3 separate regions of the Zea mays genome follow, and regions 1 and 2 are each linked to region 3. The links are chromatin contacts, called in public Hi-C maps. All regions are on one chromosome and are shown on one strand. Each heading gives the region's core, a stretch centred on a gene start, on an enhancer-like site or on the middle of the called end of the contact. The rest is flanking DNA. Distances are from core to core; before and after follow the strand shown.

The links. A called contact is a pair of places that touch in the nucleus more often than the background predicts.
Region 1: a contact with region 3 is called in a Hi-C map of ear, with 3 times the contacts expected there. The contact joins the promoter of LOC100282644 here to the promoter of LOC100279902 in region 3. A contact is called at or near these places in 8 of 25 Hi-C or Micro-C datasets (ear, endosperm, leaf and 1 more).
Region 2: a Hi-C map of endosperm shows a contact between it and region 3, with 3 times the contacts expected there. The contact joins the promoter of LOC103635747 here to the promoter of LOC100279902 in region 3. A contact is called at or near these places in 2 of 25 Hi-C or Micro-C datasets (endosperm and tassel).

What each region holds. Positions count from the first base shown.
Region 1 is chr8:116,994,570-116,999,021 of Zm-B73-REFERENCE-NAM-5.0, forward strand. LOC100282644 (peroxisomal carrier protein) reads right to left here and starts at 1,444. Exons shown (of 5, transcript NM_001155552.2): 1 at 988-1,444. The coding sequence starts at 1,151.
Region 2 is chr8:117,392,014-117,396,633 of Zm-B73-REFERENCE-NAM-5.0, forward strand. It overlaps LOC103635747, which reads left to right and starts at 1,506. Exons shown (of 14, transcript XM_008658128.4): 1 at 1,506-1,935; 2 at 3,210-3,282; 3 at 3,372-3,505; 4 at 3,585-3,899; 5 at 3,984-4,620. The coding sequence starts at 1,819.
Region 3 is chr8:117,153,931-117,158,500 of Zm-B73-REFERENCE-NAM-5.0, forward strand. It overlaps LOC100279902 (Protein binding protein), which reads left to right and starts at 1,347. Exons shown (of 8, transcript NM_001361004.1): 1 at 1,347-2,034; 2 at 3,427-3,881; 3 at 4,289-4,424; 4 at 4,509-4,570. The coding sequence starts at 1,376.

The sequences.
Region 1 (4,452 bases), core at 194-2,693, 160 kb before region 3:
ATATTGTGTAATCGTGGTTTGTATCAATGGAGGCGTGATTACCTCAGTGTTGTCTCATGGTACAGTGCCTATATATTCTGTCACGCTCCAATGCTGAGACCGAATACCACGCAATCGCCAATAGCATAGTAGAGGTCTCCTGTCTCCGCCAACTCCTTGAGCTTAAATAGCCTCTCCAACGTGCCACATTTGACATTTGTCTATTGTGACAACCTAAGTGTCATCTATCTAGAGACGAACCCGGTGCAACATCAGCGCGCCAAACACGTCGAGATCGACCTTCACGCATTGCTGCCGGTGTTGTTCGTGTTATATATGTCCCAACGACCTCCTAATCCACTGATATCGTCACGAAGGGCCTTCATTCCTTAGTCTTCTTGGAGTTTCGGTTCAACGTGAACATCCGCTCCACCGACGTGTTCCAGATGCGGAGGGGTGTTAGATTGCCTAGAAAGATTATACAAGGGTTGGGTGTCTTAGTTGCGGTTTAATTACTTGTGGTTTACTTAATTGGCGTCGGATAACCCCTCTCCGGTTCTATTTCCATAAACCGGATGAACGTGCCTATATATTGTGTAATCGTGATTTGCACCCCTCAATCAAGACCTGATTACTGCAAATACTCCAAACTTTCAAAAACAAAGGCATTATCGTCCTGACTGACTGAAGTGAGACTCTCCAAGCCGTCCCAAGCACTCTCATCGCCCACTGCACAGTTCAGGAAACCTCTCTAGATACAAAAGGCCAAATTGCAAATCACGATTTTGAGAGAGAGAAAAAAACAGGAAACCTCTATCATCCTCCGCAGAGTCAGATCCAAATCCTCACGGACCGACGAGAGAGAGAGAGAGAGAGAGAGAGAGAGAGAGAGAGAGAGAGAGAGAGAGAGGGGCACCAGCTTCCGACGAGTCAGGCACACGAGCCCCGTCGTACGGATCAGGCGACCAGAGAAGAGCCATAGGGAAGGGATGGAATCAGCAGCAGTACCTATACTTCTGAGCGCCCTGGTGCGTCTGGAGCTCGGCCTGGAACTTGGTCTTGCAGGTGTCGAGCGGGTAGAGCACGGTGGTGCTGACGAGCGAGCCGATTGCCCCGGAGGTGGCCTCCGCCAGGCTCTCCCAGTCCACCCCGCCGCCGCCGTCCGCCGCCATCGCCCGTCCCCGTCCCTTCCTCTACCCGGCCGACGAGATCCTTGGGAATCTCCTCCCGCAGTTCGGGGCCCTGCCTGCTGTCTATTGCCCCTTCGAGTCCAACAAGTTGCGAGCGAGGTGCGTCTAGCGACTCTGCGTACCCGCGAAGTGAGAGGAAGGTCTAGGCGGCCGCGGCCTGCGAGTTAAGTAGTAGATGGGAACCGCTGGAGAGAGGAGAGACGTCACGGCAGATGGGCGACGAGTGGGATGGGGACGCCAGCCGCCACGCTGAGCGGGGGCAGGTGCGGGCGGCCGGGCCGGGCGTCTACGGTATTTTGCGGACCGACGAGTCCGCGCGGCACCATGGTTTCGAGATGCGGTGTTTGCCTGTTTGGTGCCGACTTTTGTTCCTGGGTGCATTTATTTACGTGCGCGTTGGCGGACGGACTATCCGTCGTAGTGGCACGTCCGCGCGTATAATCAGTTAGATTTTAGATTTCTTTTGGGATTTATCTTATGTTATTATGTACTAGGTCAGTGCCCGTGCGTTGCAACATAGACATATAATATCTCGATAACTTATATATGCGCATATGTGTTATATAGTTATGAGATAGAGGATACATATATGCGAGTTGTCCGGGATGACATCGAAGAGAAACTTGGACCTGTGACGCACGGATACTCACCTAATGTATTATATAAGATAGGTCAGTACTCGTACATTGCATCTGAAACATATAATATCTCGATAACTTATATATACATATGTGTTATACGATTATGAGATGGATGACAACATTCACGAGCCGTCCGTAATGAAATTCTCCTCTCACAAAGTTATATATAAGTTAATTCCCTCTGTGCCACTGAAAATTACACCGATACTTTATGTGCCATTATAAATTGTAGCATCCCTTCTATGCCATCGATTTTATATTTTGTTCCCCTCTCTGCCCGTTTGTTGGTGTAGTTGGGCCCACATGGCATGCACTAACCCCCTCCCATCATCTCTGTTTGCCATGACCGGCAAGGCCAAAGGACGAGCCGCAACCACAGCCCCCGCCTGCCTGGAGCGTGCGTGGCAATCTTGTTGACCTCAGCCCGACGTCGAGGACTAAGCCGAGGCGAGCCAAGGCTGTTCGACGGTGGCGGGGATCGAGCCGAGGCACGTCCGTCTGCAAGCCCACGTCGACACCGTCGACACCTCGTGCGTGTTGTAACCTCGTGGCCGGCGGTGGACGGCACACGCGAGGCGAGACTGCCTGCACTTGCAATCTGCATGCATGGAATCCGAAAGGCGGCCAGATGCCCGAGGCCCGAGCGTATGTGATCGAACGAAGCGTGCGTGCAGCGGCGACGCGACGACGTGTGAGAGGATCGTGTGAGAGGATCGGATCAGATCGTGAGGCGATCTGCTCTAGAAGAAGCGTGTCTCATGCATGTCAGAGAGTGGCAGGCGCTGAGAATCGAACAAGGGAACGGGAGGGGACTGTACGTACAAATACTACACGATGGTTGGTTCGTACTGGTGCAGTCTGATCGATCCATGTCTGCCGGCATTATTGGCACCTGACAGCTCAGATCAGCTGGAGCTGGTCATTCTCGTGCATGGCAGATGGATACTCCTACACCAGGTGACTTCTCAAAAAAATGCAATGTTGCACCCTCCTTTCCAAAGACACAGACCAAATGTTCTGCAAACCTACATGCCTGAAGTGTCAGATTGATTTGAATTTTTGCTTTTCCTAGCTAAGAGATACATGTAGTCCTAGAAACTTATACTCCTAAGCTACAATCTGAACGTGAGTCGCCAAAACTTGCTAATAGAATCCAGTTTTCATATCCAAAGCAACAAATAATGTGTTTTGACATAGGGCGGGAGATCAACGGACTAAGCAAGCATCCCAGTTTCAGCAAGCACCACAGAGTCAGTCAATACATAGACTCTAGATGCGAGAGCAATGAGAAACATTCCTTTGATTTTTCTTTTTCTTTGCAGGTCGCCGCCGGCACCACCACCACCACCAAGGCTGCACGGTTAAACCAAGTGGATGACAAATGGGAGAACTTTCTTTACCAGAGTGCTTTCTGCTTGGGAGCTAACGAAAGTTTCACCTCAAGTCAAGTCGTCTGGTGGAGTTCTCGCCTTTGGGAGAGGTGTTTCAAGAGGGAAATAGGTTAGCTTTCTGATGTTGGGTTTCTGAGTGGGGCACATAATTGATTTTTAGCTCAGTGTGGTGTTCTTTGTGGACCTGTCGGGAAATGTTCTATCCACCTGTTGACCTGTATGCGGTAAACGGTCGGTCTTTGTTAATGCTAAGACTGGGGCTCGGACCTAGAACTCCAAAAAAATGCAAAGTAAACATTAAACTCATCAAAATAATGGTTGATCACTTCAATACCTTCTGGAATGATGCCGATGCATGACCAATTTCTTTCTTGTTCCTCCGATCCGCCTCAACGATATTCAGTTTTAACGAATTCTCCTGCAGCTTATGATCCTACACAGTTTTCACACCATCCCTGCGAGTGAGCACCTGCACCAGGAATTATCAAGCCACCATGAGTTAGCCTGCAAGAGGCCTTCCTGAAGTAGAAAAATGACGACACCTGCTAATTGCTGCCCCTCGATGAGCTAGCGGACGAAGTGTTGTGTGTTTAACTTCCCACCATCAGATCTATCTGCGTGGTGGTTCTCGCTGCACTTCCACCCCTCCTGAACTCATGTCACAGCAGGCTCTGGCTTCCACTCCTCACTGCCATGCTTCTTTATTATTCTTGTTAGTCCAGATTGCTAAAATTCGGCGTACAAACAAGCTGCCCATCTCCTCCGAACAATATTTGGCATCCAAGATGTACTTCAAACAAGTTCTTGGGTGTATGTGTAAATGCTAAATTATGTATTATAATCTACAGGGCCCAGGATATGTACATGCCACTTATGTAAAGTGTGCTTAATTGACTGGAACCATGCATCCATCTCCATTAAAGACACATGTATTTAGTGATAAAGGTCTAACTCCATCGGGAGCTTCCTTCCGCTCCATTTGATTGCTTTCATGAATTGTTGTGATCTTTCAGATCAGTCAAATTCATAGCTTTACAAGTGTTACAGATGGTAAAAAAAAGATTCTACATGAAAACAATCTGGAAAATAATAGCATGGTTGAATGCATTGTAGAAACAAATGGATAAAACCTTTCTAAACATGAAACTTGGAAAGCAGGGAAAATTTCAGTGTGATTGTATATCTCAAGTAACCTCAAGTTAAAACAGTTAAGTAACACTCTAAGCAAAAGGAGCATTTTTAAAACGCAGA
Region 2 (4,620 bases), core at 256-2,755, 240 kb after region 3:
CGAGCCCTCTTTGCCGAGTGCGACACTCGGCAAAGCCGTCGATTCCGGTAGTGTCAGATGCCATTTGATAGGGATGTAGTTCCTAATCTTCTGTCAAGTTTAAGATAACTATCGATTTAATGGAAATCGATAGACCGATCTAGCTGCAAACCATAAAGATGCAAACCCTATAACCTTTTAGCACCATCTCTTTTGTGTTTATTAACCACGTCACAATCTAATTACCCTCATTGAGGATACTAATCCCTCGTGACAACCAAAGAATACAAACAAAAACATGATAAAATATAACTCAAGTATAATAATAATTACATATATATGACTAAGTACTCAAATTTGGGATTTCACATACCGATAACGACAACCATTCAAAAAATAGATTGTTCTAAAGCAAAATCCAAATACTAACGTGAGCGACAACTACTGAATATAAGTCTAAGAGGAATCCAAGGACCCCTATTTGTGCTCCCCTAATGGGCTACATGTTATATGACCTAATTACTCAAAAGATGGTGATGCAACATATTGTTAGATTTCTGGATGTTGACTTGTTTCGACAATTTCTATGACCTAATTAAGTGGCATATGGAGGTGGGGCGGCGTTGACGTGGTGGGAAACGACATATGGGCATCACCAGCGGGGGCAGCGAGTGATGAATAATTTCGATGATGCAGACATGAAATAATCGTGTGTATGCAAAAAGAAAAATAATTTGATATTTTTCTGTAACAATGGTAGATGAGTGATTTTTGTGAATAGTTGAAAGTAAAAGACATAAGTAAAAGTGATGTCAAATTTGTGCTAAACAAAAGTTGCTTTTGAATGTGAATTTGGATGGAAGCCATCTCTTTTGGTTGACTTTTGACTATAAATAAGTCCAAATTACTCCCCTCTTCTATGGACAATATTCACATAACCCTCTAAAGTATTTTTTGTTCATTTTATCTATCCACCCATTTGAGTTGCTTCAATTTACTTTTTAACAAAATTTGTTTTTTTCATTTGTTTATGTATAAACTGAGTTTTCAGTACAGATTTTGTTAGTAGCTAATAGCATATTTTAGACTAGAAAAATATATTATGATCTTTTTATAATTATTTTGTTAGGTTAGGGTAAATGAAATATGAAATAATGATGAAAATTCTTACCATATTTTTCTAACATAAGTTATAATATTTTCAATAACCTTAGAAAATACGAACTTGATAGAAATGAAAAAAAGTCTCTCACTAATAAGATTCTCAGGAAAAAAATCTTAAAAATAGATATATAGTATATAGCATGCCCTATGCCGTAGGATACGCGTGGTCGCGCCAGATTTGCGTGCACTTGTCATTCGCGGTCGGCGCGTATCTTTCCCCTGCTCCCTGCCGCTGCACAAACGTCGTGCGCTCGGGCCGCCTTGTTTCCACGGACTTGCCAGGCTCGCCTCACCTCCGCGCCTCCGCCGTCCAACGGCCAACGCCCATCCAAAATGCGGCATCTCCGCCAGCACCAACAAGTAGCATGCAAAAGCTCTGCCAGGCCCGCACGGGCCTCGAATTAATATTTTGCGTCCTACTAGTATATATATTTTCTATATTTCTCCCGTACATACAATCCTGTCCTCTGTCCTCTGCTCTCCTCCGAGGAAGACACATACCACACCACCGATGTCCGATGCGACGAGGGAGCACATAATAAAAAAACAATAAGACAATAAAATTAAATAAAATTATAAACAGAGAAAAGGACAACGTGAAATACCCTAGGCCGTGATCTTGGCGGCTGCGGCGCGTCGGCGATCGGCGGGGGTCGCCCCGCGGCCGACGACGTCATGCTGGGGCGGCGCGGGGAGATGGGGTACGAGGAAGGGGAGCTCGAGCTGGAGGAGGGCGAGGCGGCCTCCGGCGGCGGCCGTGAGCTGGTTATTCCCGACGCGCTCACCTGCATCGTAAGAACGTTCTCTGCTCTCCTCCTCGTCCTCCTCGTCGTCCTATTGCGTGTGAGAGTGTATTGGATCAATGGCTGATCAGATGTCAGTATGCGAATGCGTTCTCGTGCCGAGGTGATTAGTGTTGCTGTCGCAGCGTTGCGATTGTTTTTTTGTTTTCTTTTGCGTTACGGGTAGTATGATATACAAGTACTTGTTACCAATGTTGCAGAGATTTAGGTCGATTTTGCAGTGTGGTTGAGGTAATCACTGATTGACACGAATGCATGGTTGTTTTTTTTATCAATGCAACATCAATGCTTCAATCTAACATGGTTACATGAATGCTGTGGGGAGGGGGGGGGGGGGGGGGGGGGTTACGATTCTGCCGGTTCATTGCTGGCCTCTGTGGGGGATTCGAATTTGGCTAACTTGTTAGCTTTACCTGGTAAAGTATCGGAGCCGACATGAGAATGCAACTATGCAAGACTAGTTGGTAGTTACTTCTGCAACCGTTGAGTAGTAGTACTAGTTTGCGGTGATTTCTTGTACCCCTTGTGTGAATTATGAAACCTTCTCAATTTCAGTGCTAGATTTAGCAGGTTACTGGGACAAGTTTGCTGGTGATTGGCAGTAGTATGGTTTGTACTGTTGGTTCACGTGCACATTTTCTGTTCCATTTGATTTTGGTTATTTTCTGGTTACCTGTCCTGCTTGGTGAAAACTCTGCTATGTTAACATAGATATGTATCCGTCTGCTTCCGTTCTAGTTTCATCCCTAGGTAGGCCCTTGTACTTTACAATTTATAGGTTGGACACAAATCAATTTCTGCTGTTGAGATCAGTGCCTAGAGGCAACATATAGACAAAATTTATCTTCTACTCTGATTTTTTCTTTGAAAGGACTTCCTAGCTGACATACGTGGGGAGGTAACTCATACATGTTTGTATGTATTCAAGGGATTTAATATATTTGTTATATGATAGTTCTGGGGTTACCTCGATGTAAGTGATAATGTGTATTTTGAGGGCTGAATTATTCCTTCTAAGCTTATGCTTCACCGCTTTCTATTGATAGTTTTACACCCAGAAAGAGTGCATTTAACTTTGTTGTTCCATACCTGTCTATACTTCAAAAAAGAAGAAACGGCTTTCTCCTTTTACATACATGCTTTATCTTTTTAGTATACACTCTCATAGTACAGCCTCATCCTTCTGGATGATCAGCCTTTAAACTTTTACTTATAACTATGTTCTTTGTGCTAAAAGACTAAAGCGTGCTGTATTATTCACAGGATGAAAGAATCCAAAATGTGTTGGGTCATTTACGCAAGAAATTTGAAGGTGAAATAACTCATATGAATTTGGGTAAGAGGAGTAAAAATTGCCAACCTGTTTGCTCTGTACAGTTATTGATGTTATATTGGCTTATGTGAAAAATCGTTCACACTACATAGGTTCGATGTATGGATGCCATGGTTCGTTCTTGCCAACATACCCACGTTCCCCTTTGGGCTTTCCTCAATATAGGAACACTGCAGATCCAAAAAACCATGGCAGTGCCTCGAGATCCCTGCATGTATTAACAGAGGTACACTTTACAAAATTTTACATATATTGACTTACTAGGATTGATGCCTACATGTGACAATATTACAATGTGCTTCCAGAATGCGCAAAAGAACCATTTTGTTAAGACGGAATTAGACAGCAGCAGGAAAAATGAATACTGTCGAATATCCAATGAGAGTGATGGCAATCAACAGATGTTAAACAGAGCAGTCATTGGGTCTGAGCAGAAAGCACGAAAAATACGTATCAAGTTGAACAGCAATAAAAGTTTGCCAAGAAATACTGCTGCTATATATAGTGGCCTGGGCCTAGATATTTCCCCTTCATCATCTGCAGAAGACAACCTAGATGAGACTGCTGGGGCTCTGGTGCCTGAAGTTTTGCCTGATGAATCTCCACGTGCCATACTTGAGGTTAAATTTTACCCTGTTCGTGATATTGTGGTGAAGCCTTGTACAATTGATTTGAAGTGTTAATGCATTGTGCTTTTTGAACAGATAATGACCAGCCATTATATTCCTGGAGGACACTTGCTCTCACCCCTCAAGGAAAATGTTCTAGAATTGAAACAAAAGCCTAAAGTGATGGTAAAACAAGAAGCACCTGAATTTCAAGTCAAAGTAGAATTGCATGGAGACTGGGGCTGTACAACCTCTGCTACTCTGGATAACAAAGATAAGTGTACCAAGGAAATCAAGTCTGATGAAAAGAAAGACAAGATCCCCATTTTCAGGAGTTCAAAAATCAGAGTTAACAAACCATCTGCTGTGAATAAGGGAACTAAGCCTTTACAGGATGTTTTAGATGATACCGGTTCAAACTTGTTGCCTACAATTGTAAATACAGAACATACAGTTGAGGAGCCAGCGAAATTTACAGGTGCAATTTCAGATAAAATGAAGGGATCGAAGGATGGTGCATCAAAAGGACACATTAGTGGCAAGAACAAAAACATTAAGGAGGAACCTTCGCTTGATCATGGATTTTCTCGTAAAAACAGATGTGATTCTGATGAGTACAATGGTAAACCTCATGCCAGTTCATGTCAGTTGCAAAACATTCCCAACAAAACTTCGCCACTGGAGAGGGACAAAGGGAAAGTATTGCATATGGAAGATGAACCATCTCAGTACA
Region 3 (4,570 bases), core at 97-2,596:
ATTCACCCCCCTCTAGGCGACTTTCACATATGAATTGAGGGGGATTGAGAGAGTTTTAATTCCTAGTAAGTCAAAATCTCTCCCAATCCATATCAATCCCCTCTAATCCATATGGATTGAAATAACCAAATAGGCCCTTAGAGAATTAATCTCTTACAACCGAATAAGGACTTAGGGGATGTTTGAATGCACTAGAGTTAATAGTTATTTAGCTAGCTAAAAAATTACTAGTCAAATTAGCTAGATAACAAGTACCTATCTCACTATTAGATAATTTGTTAAAAATAGCTAATAGCTCAGCTGTTAGCTATATTGTTTGGATGTTTTCAGCTAATTTAGTAGCTAATTATTAGCTCTAAAAACCCTCTTAGAATAAATTATATAAACAACTTAGGCCTTGTTTTGTTTGAGGGACTAAAAAATAGTCTCTTCATTTTAGTCTCATTTAGTTCCTAAATTGCCAAACGGTGGGACTAAAACATGAACTAAATTGTTTTAGTCTCTAGTCCCTCAAGGGGTGACTAAAAGTGACTAAACCATATAAATTCCACCTTTTGTCCCTGCTTTATTTCAGTTGCAATAGTAGCGCGAGAATGTTAAATGGTATTTTGGTCTTCTTATGATTCATTTAACGTGTTTTGAATACTTTTAGTCTCTAAAACCAAACAGGTTAGGGACTAAACTTTACGAGGTGTTTGGTTTGATGAATAATTGCATCCAAAATGAGATGGTGCATCATTGGTCCATTCCTCAAATTTGATGGGATAATCCTATTCCTTAAATTAGTACTAACTAACTATTAGTACTAACGATGATGGATAAAATCATTTTATTACACAAACTAAATAAAAAAAAAGAGGAGTGAAAAAATGATGGACTTGCTCAATCCTTAAACCAAACACGCTATTAATCTTTTAACTAAACTTTAGTTTTTGTACTAAAGGAACCAAATGTGGGCTTATTTGTTTTATTAGAAATAAACTATTTAAGTTTTTTATTGGACATTCACGGGTGAAAATCAAAATCTAAAACTGAATCCGATAAGTTTTTGGTTTGTGGACCCAAAAAGTCGGGGTCCCGAACACTAAAACCGTAAGGAAAAAAATCAAATTCAAATAAAAACCTGCTGAACCCGATATCCGAAATTCAGAGAAGTCCGACCCGAAACCGCCCCCACTGCCGTGCCGTCCCTATACGGAGCCGCCGGGACTCGCATTGCAACTTGAGGACTAACGTACGACCGCGTCCGCTTTCCCCGCTGGGTGCCGAGTCAACGACTCCGCTGCCACCCTACCTGCATACGGCTCCGCAACCAGAAAACACCCGAGTTCCTTCCATTCCCACCCAAAAATCTAGCCAAAAAAGCCCAACCAAAATGCTGCCTGCCCGCCCCCTCCTCGTGGCCGCCGCCGTCTTCCTCCTCCTCCTCCCCGTTCACGTCGCCATCGTCGCCGCACAGGGGTTTCGCGGCTTCTCTTACCTCCTAAACTGTGGCGCGGCGTCCCCCACCACCGACAGCCGCGGCCTCCGCTGGGATCCCGATGGCGACTATGTCTCTGCCGGTACCCCCGGCGTGGTCTCGCTCTCGGGCCTCATCAACCCCACGCTTGCCACCCTTCGCACCTTCCCGCTCCGCTACGGGGCCAAGTTCTGCTACGAGCTCCCCGTGGATCGGAACCGCCGCTACCTCATCCGCCCCACATTCTTCTACGGCGCGCTCTTCGCCTCCTCCTCTGCACCGCCGCCGCCCGTCTTCGACCTGATCGTGGACGGTACCTTCTGGACCGCCGTCAACACCACCGATGACGCGCTGGCCGGCGCCGCGTCGTCCTACGAGGGCGTGTTCCCTGCGAGTGGCAGGAACATGAGCTTCTGTCTCGGGGTGAACCCGGACTATACCGACGCCAGGCCATTCATTTCCGCGCTGCAGGTGATCCAGCTCGACGATTCCGTGTACAACGCAACTGATTTCCCGACCAGCGCGATGGGCCTCATTGCTCGCACCAAGTTTGGCTCCACTGGCGGCATCGAGAGGTGAGTGGCCGGCCTGTCTTGCCTTACTTCAAGTGCTCCTTTGTGGCTCAGTGGAATTGTTGAATTGGGTTTCTCAAATTTAGTGACTGTAGTCAACAGGACTATGGTAAAGCTGTAACCGACAGCAAATTTATTGTGCACCTAAACACCTAATACTAAGGTTTTAGCCTTAGTAGAGTTTAATTTACATCATCTGTTGAAAACATTTATTGGGTAAGCATAGGTCAATCGGACTGCCTTTGTTCTTTCAGAACTTCTAAGGCTATCCGCACTCATCCTACTCTAAATTTCTACTCTAAAAAGAATATTTTGTCCTAGTCATCAACATTTTAAAATACAGTAGCCAAACTCCCGCATCCATAACTACTCTATATCTCAACCCTATACAAACCACCACATTTTTTATCAATATTTTTTTCACTTCGCTACACCAAATTTGCTGCCTCGCACGTGTGGAGCAGGCGCGTGCACTGTCGTTGACGGATAGGAGAGAGATTTGGAGTAGAAAAAGTACAGACTCTGAAAATGCCGTTTCCAGTGCTCTCTCCAAGTTTACAGTTGCCGGTGAAGTAGCTTGCTGCAGCAAATTTTTACTGTATACCGAACTCTATATCGATAGAGTAGGGGATACAGCTAGTCACTGCGGACAGCCTAATGCTGATGTGTGATGTGCTCCCACATAATTGAATTCTTCTGTGTGAGATCATCTGGGTGTGTTTGGGAACACAATATTTCCCTAGTCCCAAGACAATACTGTGATATTTGAGCATACCATGGTATTTTAGACTAAAAAGTGTTTGGGAGTACATCAAAAACTCCGTACTTTAAATCATGGTTTTACTATAGTATTTTTGGGGTCTAAAAAACTTTGGTCTAGACCAAAGTTTTCCGTTGGCGCTTGGCTGCAGTCTCTCTTTCCCGTTTCCTACGCTGCAACCAAAATATTGTGTCTCCAAACAGGTATTGGATTGAATTGATGTAAAATATACTATAGTAGTATCATGGCATTCGGAAAACTGTGATATTATAAACCGTGGTTTTAAAAAAACAGTGTTCTCAAACAGGCCCTGGGATGTATCATAGAGATATGCTATGCGTAGGCTTTCTTTTGTATAAGTTGATAGATATTACTTTGAGGAGAGATCCTCTGTTTCACTTGTTTATTTTCTTAAACTGTTTCACCTTTTAAGATCTATGGTCATGGGTCATGGCGCACCATACTCATAGAGCTTATGTGGAATTATTATGGCCAAAAAATATAAAAAAGATGGAATTTGTGACATAGGATTGATTAAGAGTGCAAATACTATGTCTGTTTATTAATTGCCTGAATGTGTATGAACCATGGGATTTTTATGGAGTTCTGACTCGATTCCTTGTGTTTAATGTTAGGTACCCTAATGACAGTTTTGATCGCTATTGGCAGCCATTTCCAGACGACAAGCATGCTGTCAGTAGCACCCAAAATGTTACATCAGCCGACTTCTGGAATCTTCCCCCTCCTGATGTGTTTAACACAGCTTTCATAGCAGAACAAGATGCACCGCTTGTGTTACAATGGCCTCCAGTGCCTCTCCAAAATGATAGCTATTATGTCGCCCTCTACTTTGCTGATACATTGCCTGATAATTCAAGGACCTTTGACGTGTATATAAATGATTACCTCTTTTTCAAAGATCTAAATGTCACATCAGCTGGTCTTTCTGTCTTTGCAACACAATGGATTCTCTCAGGCTTGACCACAATTATATTGAAATCTGCTTCTCCTTCTGCTCTTCCTCCACTTATTAATGCTGGCGAGGTTTTTGGGCTTTTTCCTGTTGGAAGATTGACATATGCACGGGATGGTATAGCAGTTGCTACACTTATCGCCTCTTATCATTTTTTCCTTTTGTAGAAATTTCCTGGCTAATGTAATATGATGCAAATTAAGTTCATAATCCCTTGCCAAGTTGCCATGTTATGAGTCACCGGATACTCTTGTATGGCTAGCACAACAGTGGCATCACCATCAATAGCACAACAGTGGCATCACCATCAATGTGATTCTTTGAGGTGTAATGCATTATGTTTCATTAACACCACCTAGTTGTCAAATAGTTCCTGTACTTTATTGGTGCACACATCTTTTACGGAGTCACATGGAATCCAAAATATCATTGCAGGAAAATAAATCTGTACTGCATATAACATTCTGCATACATTGTCTTGCATTATGTATAGTCAATTAATTATTTCTAGGATGCTTTTGCAGTACTTGCCCTGGAGAGTATAAAGAAAAGCCTTCAAAATATACCTGAAGATTGGAATGGAGATCCATGCATGCCTTCAGGATATTCTTGGACCGGAGTTACATGTGATGAAGGATCAAAAATACGTGTCATCTCATTGTGAGTTAAACTCGTTCTGCTTCCATCTGTGTAGCATGGTTCTTCCCCCCTTTGCAGTGACATTATTGCATTAATTTATAACAGGAACTTTTCAAGTATGAGTCTCTCTGGATTTCTTTCACCAGATATTGCCAAACTGACTGCTT